Linked DNA regions of Mus musculus: region 1 is linked to region 2. A link is a contact called in public HiChIP or PLAC-seq data. All regions are on one chromosome and are shown on one strand. The core of a region is the stretch at or near the end of the contact, and the rest is flanking DNA. Distances in the headings are between cores, read along the strand shown.

Region 1 (2,869 bases), core at 189-2,688, 160 kb before region 2:
TCCCTGGCATACATCTCCTTAAACTTTTATAACTTCCCTAGCAGTAGAGATTCTAGGTACATTGCTTGCTCTGGTATCTGGTCTTTGATTCTGGTCCTTGATGCAGAACTCTTCATGGAATATCCTGGGGTTGGGGGGAGCAACATTATCTCTTGTTATGAGTGGTGATCCTCAGCAGAAAGGTAGAAACCGATCACCCACCATAAAAAGTCTCTAAAGCATAAGTGAGTTTGCATTGCTGATTGTGAGATGGTAGGGTGACCCGACCAGAGAGGGTACAGCATCTCCATGCCTGTTGCTTCACACCTTGTCCAAAACATTTCTTCATCATAGCTCACTCTTAGTAGCTCTTATGATCAACTATTATACATAAGTAAGGCACTCCCCTGAATCCTTTAGCAACTGATAAAACCTAAGACAGGAGGCCATGAGCACCTTCAATTTGTAGCTGAGTGAGACAGCACTTGTGGATAACCTGTGACACTAGGGTGTGGTCTTGTGGCACTGCGCCCCTAACTCGTGTGCTCTGCACTGTCTCCAGCTAGTGCCAAGAGTAAGAGGGAACTGGAGAGGTGGCCCAGTGATAAAAGAGTCTTTATTGCTCTTGCGGAAAATATAAATTCAGTTCCTAGCACTCACATAGCGGCTCACAACTATCTGTAACTTCATTTCCAGTAAATCTAATGCCTTCTTCTGACTTCCAATGGCACCCATGTGTACATATACACACATGCAGCCTGAACAATCATACATGTAAAATTAAAGAAAACTTGAAAAATTATCTTTAAGAGGAATTTAAGTTATGGGACACCTGGCCTGGCTGGTGTTAGAGAATTGATTGTTTTTGTGACCAAAAGTGTTGTGAAAATATAAAGGAGTAAACAAAACAAACAAAACCGGATGGTATTAAAATGACTGTCGTTTCCTTTGGCCTATATGAAGTAAGATCCAACTGATAGATCATCTCCTGAATAACTGTGTATCAAACCACAACAATATCCCCCTTTTTATCCTTTATTAAATCCTGGAAGTTAAATCTTGTTCATGTCTACATTTATTGAGACACTGATTTCCCCTCCAAACTCACTACATTGTGGTGTGCGCATGTGTGTGTGTGTGTGCTTGTATGTATATTTGTGCATGTGTGTGTATGTGTGCATGTGTGTATGTGTGTGCTTGTGTGTGCATGTGTGTGTGCGTGTGTATATGTGTGTATGTGTGTGCTTGTGTGTGTATGTGTGCATGTATGTGTGCATGTGTGTGTGTATGTGTGTTTGCGCATGTGTGAGATCACTCTATAAGCACATCATAAAGTCTTTGAAGGTTATTTCTCACGTTCCCTGCTTATGGCCCTCAATGCCTACACTCAGAGCTGTGCTATGCATGGACAGTGTCCCACAAGGCCCCCACATGATAAGAAATCCTCCAGGAAGAACTGCACCATCAACCCCCATCTGCCCTAGAAGACCAGTCCCATCTGTTCACGCCACATCGCATGCTGAAATCATGACAGGAATCCAAGACAAGCCCTCCTTCTGAGAGCAAGCAGCTCATTTATCAGGGACAGCATAAACAAGGGTGGGCCAGCAGATTTCTTATCTCCAGAAGATTATTTCGGCAACAGAAGAACAGAGGCAAAAAATCCACTGAGACATTCCTTATGGGTCACTTATTTGTAGACTCACATACTCAAAGTTGGCATTCCAGGAGAATGTGTTAACAAAATAAAACGCATCCATGTAGGTTTTTGCCTCCTAGAAAGACGGAGGTCCCACAAAGAATCCATCTTAAAGGAAGAAAGCAATGCTTCCATTCTATACTGTACTGATATTCAGGAATATGTCCTTTGTATAAAATTTGTGTTTGTGTGTGTGTGTGTGTGTGTGTGTGTGTGTGAGGCAGAGGGGAATGAGAGAGAGAGAGAGAGAGAGAGACACACACACACACACACAAGGGTTGTTACTGATACCCTAGGCATGGATTTTACTACTGGGTCTCAGTTTCAACAAGTGCTTAGCGTAAGCGTTGTGTGCCAAGCCAGTACCCAGTGAGGCAAATACAAGGCTATATATCAAAGCATTTTCAAGAAGCTGGGGTCCAGTGTAACCAACAGATGTAGTTACACAGCAGGGAAGGTGCTCTGTGATACTATTAGAGTCAGGTTAAAAACAGTCCTTAGAAAGCCACAGAGAAACCCACTGTTTCTGCCCGGAGAGCCCTAAACAGGCTGCCAGAGGAAAGAACCACTGCTCACTGGAGACGCTCGAGGAAGTGACATCAGAACAGTAGTCGAGGTTATTGTTTGCAAAATAAGCAATATTCTTGTTCCCAAGCCCTGCCAGCCAAAGTTCATTACTCACAGATGATCAAGTTTGTAAGGGACTCAGTATGTCTTGCCCGGCTTTTGCTCACAAACTGGATAAGAGAAGCTAGAAAGTAAAATGCAAATCCCCTCACCCTGCTGCTAGCTGGCAGCCCCCGGGAGAGAGCAGCCGGGGGCACGGTGACACAGAGGGGCGTCGACCATGTCACCGTCATAATTGGCTTTTGGCCTAGTTCCACGGACAGTAATAGGAACAGCGAACTGCACTGAGTGTTCACTGTGTCCTCTCACACAGCGTCGGGCATGGCCAAACGTCTTACAGGAGTGTGTCCTTGCACTTAGATGGTGCACACTTGACAGTTTAGGAGCTGAGTTTCGTGGTGTTCACAACTCCCTTTCAAATGGTTAGTACAAACGGAGGCATGTCGACATGAAGAAATGATGTAAGTGTGGCAAAACGAGAGTAATCAGTATGCCTTGGGGCATGACAGATAGGTATCTACATATTATTACAGCTTTCTCATACATGTGAAATCCTTCAAAATG
Region 2 (3,274 bases), core at 186-2,685:
CCACGGATAACAGGGCCCGGCCCTCTCTCTCAGGGCCGCAGCTGAGTGCAGCCCACAGCAGCCCACAGCTTCTCTTCCAGCTGAAGGGAGAGAGTGCAAGGGAGTCCCAGCAACCCCAGCCAGAAAACTACCCTCTTGACAAAACTGTGAGCAACAATAAATAGATGGGCATGATTGTAAGACTCTGTTAGGGGTCATGCTAGCCTTGAACACATTAAATAGCCCAGGCTGGTTTCTACCACGCAATCCTCCTACCTCAGTTTCCTGATAGCTGCATTACAAATGTCTGCCACCATGCCTGGTTCGTTTGTTGGTTCTAATTTATTTTGAGACAGCATCTCATATATGGTGGAGGAAACTCCTGGTATCAAATGATCCCCCTGCCAGGTATGTGGGACTTTTTCAAGATATGCCGTCATTTTCAGATAAATCTCTGTATCGTGTATGGCCATTTCCCTCCCTCCCTCTTCCCCTATTCATTCTTTCCCCCTCTCTCCTTCTGCCTTTTTCTCGGTGCTGGGGTTCTGCTCCTGGGGTCACCTGCCCTTTGTTCTATGAACTCCTTACTTCCTCACGGTCCATGCCACGTTTGCTTTGTACCTGTCCCCCACCCCCAGAGCAGACGTTCCTTCCATGAGTTAAGTTATGTTTCTTGTTGAATTCCTGCACCTAGCTCTGTGTACTTCCTGCTCCTGGTTGGTTACTTGATTGACTGTGGATCTTTGAGGGCAGGCACCAAGCCTCAGTTCTCCTTCACAGTCACTTTGTGTGGCAGGGACTTACCAAGTCCACATTGAATCGGGTTAAATGACGGGAAGTGGGAATTGGAAAGGTCAGCGAAGGGTAGATGAGAATACTTTTAAAATTCCATAGGAGGGCTGTAGAGATGGCTGAGTGGCTAAGAGAACTGGCTGTTCTTACACAGGACCCAAGTTTGGTTCCCAACAACCACCCAGGTTACAACTCTCTGTAGCTTCAGTTCCAGAGGATCTAGTGACATCTTCTGGTCTCGTTGGACACCAGACATGCATGTGACACACATACAAAATACAGGCAAAGCACACACATAAACTAAATTACATATGGTATAATTTATATAATTATATATTATGTATAGTTATATTAATGGTGTATATGTAATATATAATCTATTGTTATATATTATATATCCATATATTAGGTACCATATAAAGCTGAAAGGGTTAACTTGGTGGCTGTCAGGACTTCTGGGGATAGGAAAATTCTTATATCACTAAACACTTTTAGATTTGTTAGTTCTCAGCCTATCCCTCTCTCTCTCTCTCTTTTCTTGACAAGCGGTAAGTGTTATCTGAGGATGAAGAGAAATTTTCTTCTGATGTGGTTAGAGGACTGATAGCTCAGGCGTTTCTCAGACACCTCCCACAGCAGCCCTGGCGCAGGCTTCAGGCTGGTAGACTGGGTTTGAGTGAGGCCTTGCCAAGACAGACTCCAGACCCACAGGAACTAACCCTTCCAAGTGATTTCCATGTGTCGTCTTATCTGTATGATAAACTAGGGCAGGCAAGCCCGGAGCACACATAGCTCTGCTGCTGGCCCAGGGGCAGGGCTGGGCTTGCTGCTTTTGTTGTTCAGGAAACACAGACCGATTTCCACTTTCAATCACTTATATCAGGGGTGAAGCGAAGATTGTGTCTTGTTCCCAAGCTGTGCCATTAGTGAGCAGGGAGGCTGGATGTGTGTGTGTGTGTGTGTGTGTGTGTGTGTGTAGTCTTCAGTCCCCGAGTATATCACCCTGACTATCCAGAGGGCTTGTTTAAACAAAGACTGCTGAGCCGCACCCCCTACAGTTTCCGATTGCATCTTCAGCAGGTCCCCAGGAGCTACTGCATGGCATGCACAGACACTTTGAGCTCCACTGCTCTCTACCAGAAGGAACTATGTGCCTCTGACTCCCTGGCCCAGGCCTAGCACATAGGAGGTGTTAAATGTCCTTTAAAAAAAATGTTTAAGTTAATTGTCAGTTTTAGAGGAATTATTTTTAAACCATCCTATTGTGAGCCAATAAATGGCAGATTGGGGAGAGAAGTTTAAGGGGGAGGGGAGACTAAGTCTTTCTTGAACTCAGATCTCCTTTATCTCCTGCAGTCAATTCTAATGAAGAGTGTGTTTTGGGGTTTCTAGCAATCAAATAGAATACAGAGATATGAATCATTCAAGTCTTTTCCAGAGAAAGAATCTCGCCTGGAGGCAGCTAGAATTTACTGTAGAAGTTGTGCTTGCCTCGTTTTGGGTGGTAGAAAAACTTCTAAGGACTTAGGTGGAAAGCAGAATTGCCAGCTTGCAGAAATCACACTTAGAGCTTGAGGCTAGCCAAACCAGGCTATGCTCAAGGAACACTAGAACCAGGGTCCAAAACCAAGCACCACTCCCTTGATCTCTCCTCTGGGCCCCTCTCTCTACTTGTTTCTGTTTGTCACTGTCCAGCTTTCTCCATTTAGCAATAGCTGTAAAACAGAGAGACTCAGCTGAGCTTGGAACCGGGCCACATAAGAAAATGGCCTCACAGTGGGTATCAGGCATACAGGTCAAGATGCTGCCTTTGGCCAGAGGAAACTAGTATCGGTGCTGGACATCTTTTTGACTTTCTCTGTGAAATGGATGCAACAAAAACAAAAACCAATAGGCCAGCCCTGGGAAGTAAGTAGGGCTTACAACCAGCAGGACAGAGTGCCAGTGAGTTTGGGGGATACTCAAGAAGCACCCCTATTCCTACAGAGCCCCAGCTCGATATTTCTTCAGATGAGAAAACTACGAATGCAGATGCTTTCTGAACGTAAGCTCAGTGCTTCATAGCCATAAATCCCACAGCCATGGACTCAGCCTACCTGGGACCCCAAGTACTAGAAACAGGGCATTGTGGCACGTACTGCTAATCTCTAATCCCAGCACTCAAGAATATCTGAGTTCAAAGCCTGGTGGGTCACGTGTTTAAACTCTGTCTCAAAAAGGAAAAGAAAATTGTCTGTACCACGTATGTACAAATTTGTCTAGATATAAGACTATTTAGATAACATGGTATCATGCTATGCTGTTTCAAATATGTGAGATGTGTGTATCCCTAGAGCTCGGTTTCCATGGGGACCCTGGAGCCAATCCCTGCAGATGCCAAGGGAGGATAGTGCATCAGGCCTACTTAATTGGAAATGGTCTTTTCAAGGCTATGGTCACAGTTCTCTCAGATCTCTGGATCAGAGGTGCTTTATCTCCATGGTTAGAAACAGAGAATGCTTTG

Evidence for each region. HiChIP or PLAC-seq counts read pairs in DNA pulled down with a chosen protein or histone mark.
Region 1: an H3K27ac HiChIP or PLAC-seq map of extraembryonic endoderm stem cells shows a contact between it and region 2. The contact joins two enhancer-like sites. A contact is called at or near these places in 5 of 484 Hi-C or Micro-C datasets (the N1E-115 cell line, cerebellum, embryonic fibroblasts and 2 more) and 2 of 115 datasets of contacts at active chromatin or transcription factors (extraembryonic endoderm stem cells and trophoblast stem cells).

Annotation. Positions count from the first base shown.
Region 1 is chr5:66,860,995-66,863,863 of GRCm38.p6, reverse strand. All of the region lies in intron 2 of Limch1 (LIM and calponin homology domains 1), which reads right to left. Among named protein-coding and RNA genes, the nearest start is that of Gm52776, 32 kb to the left of the region's middle. Within about 2 kb of position 1,438, at least 43 of the 459 cell types and tissues checked have an H3K27ac peak or open chromatin away from gene starts, as enhancers often do. A contact at or near this core is called in extraembryonic endoderm stem cells, where this site is marked.
Region 2 is chr5:66,702,027-66,705,300 of GRCm38.p6, reverse strand. No RefSeq gene overlaps it. Among named protein-coding and RNA genes, the nearest start is that of Uchl1os, 27 kb to the right of the region's middle. Within about 2 kb of position 1,435, at least 13 of the 459 cell types and tissues checked have an H3K27ac peak or open chromatin away from gene starts, as enhancers often do. A contact at or near this core is called in extraembryonic endoderm stem cells, where this site is marked.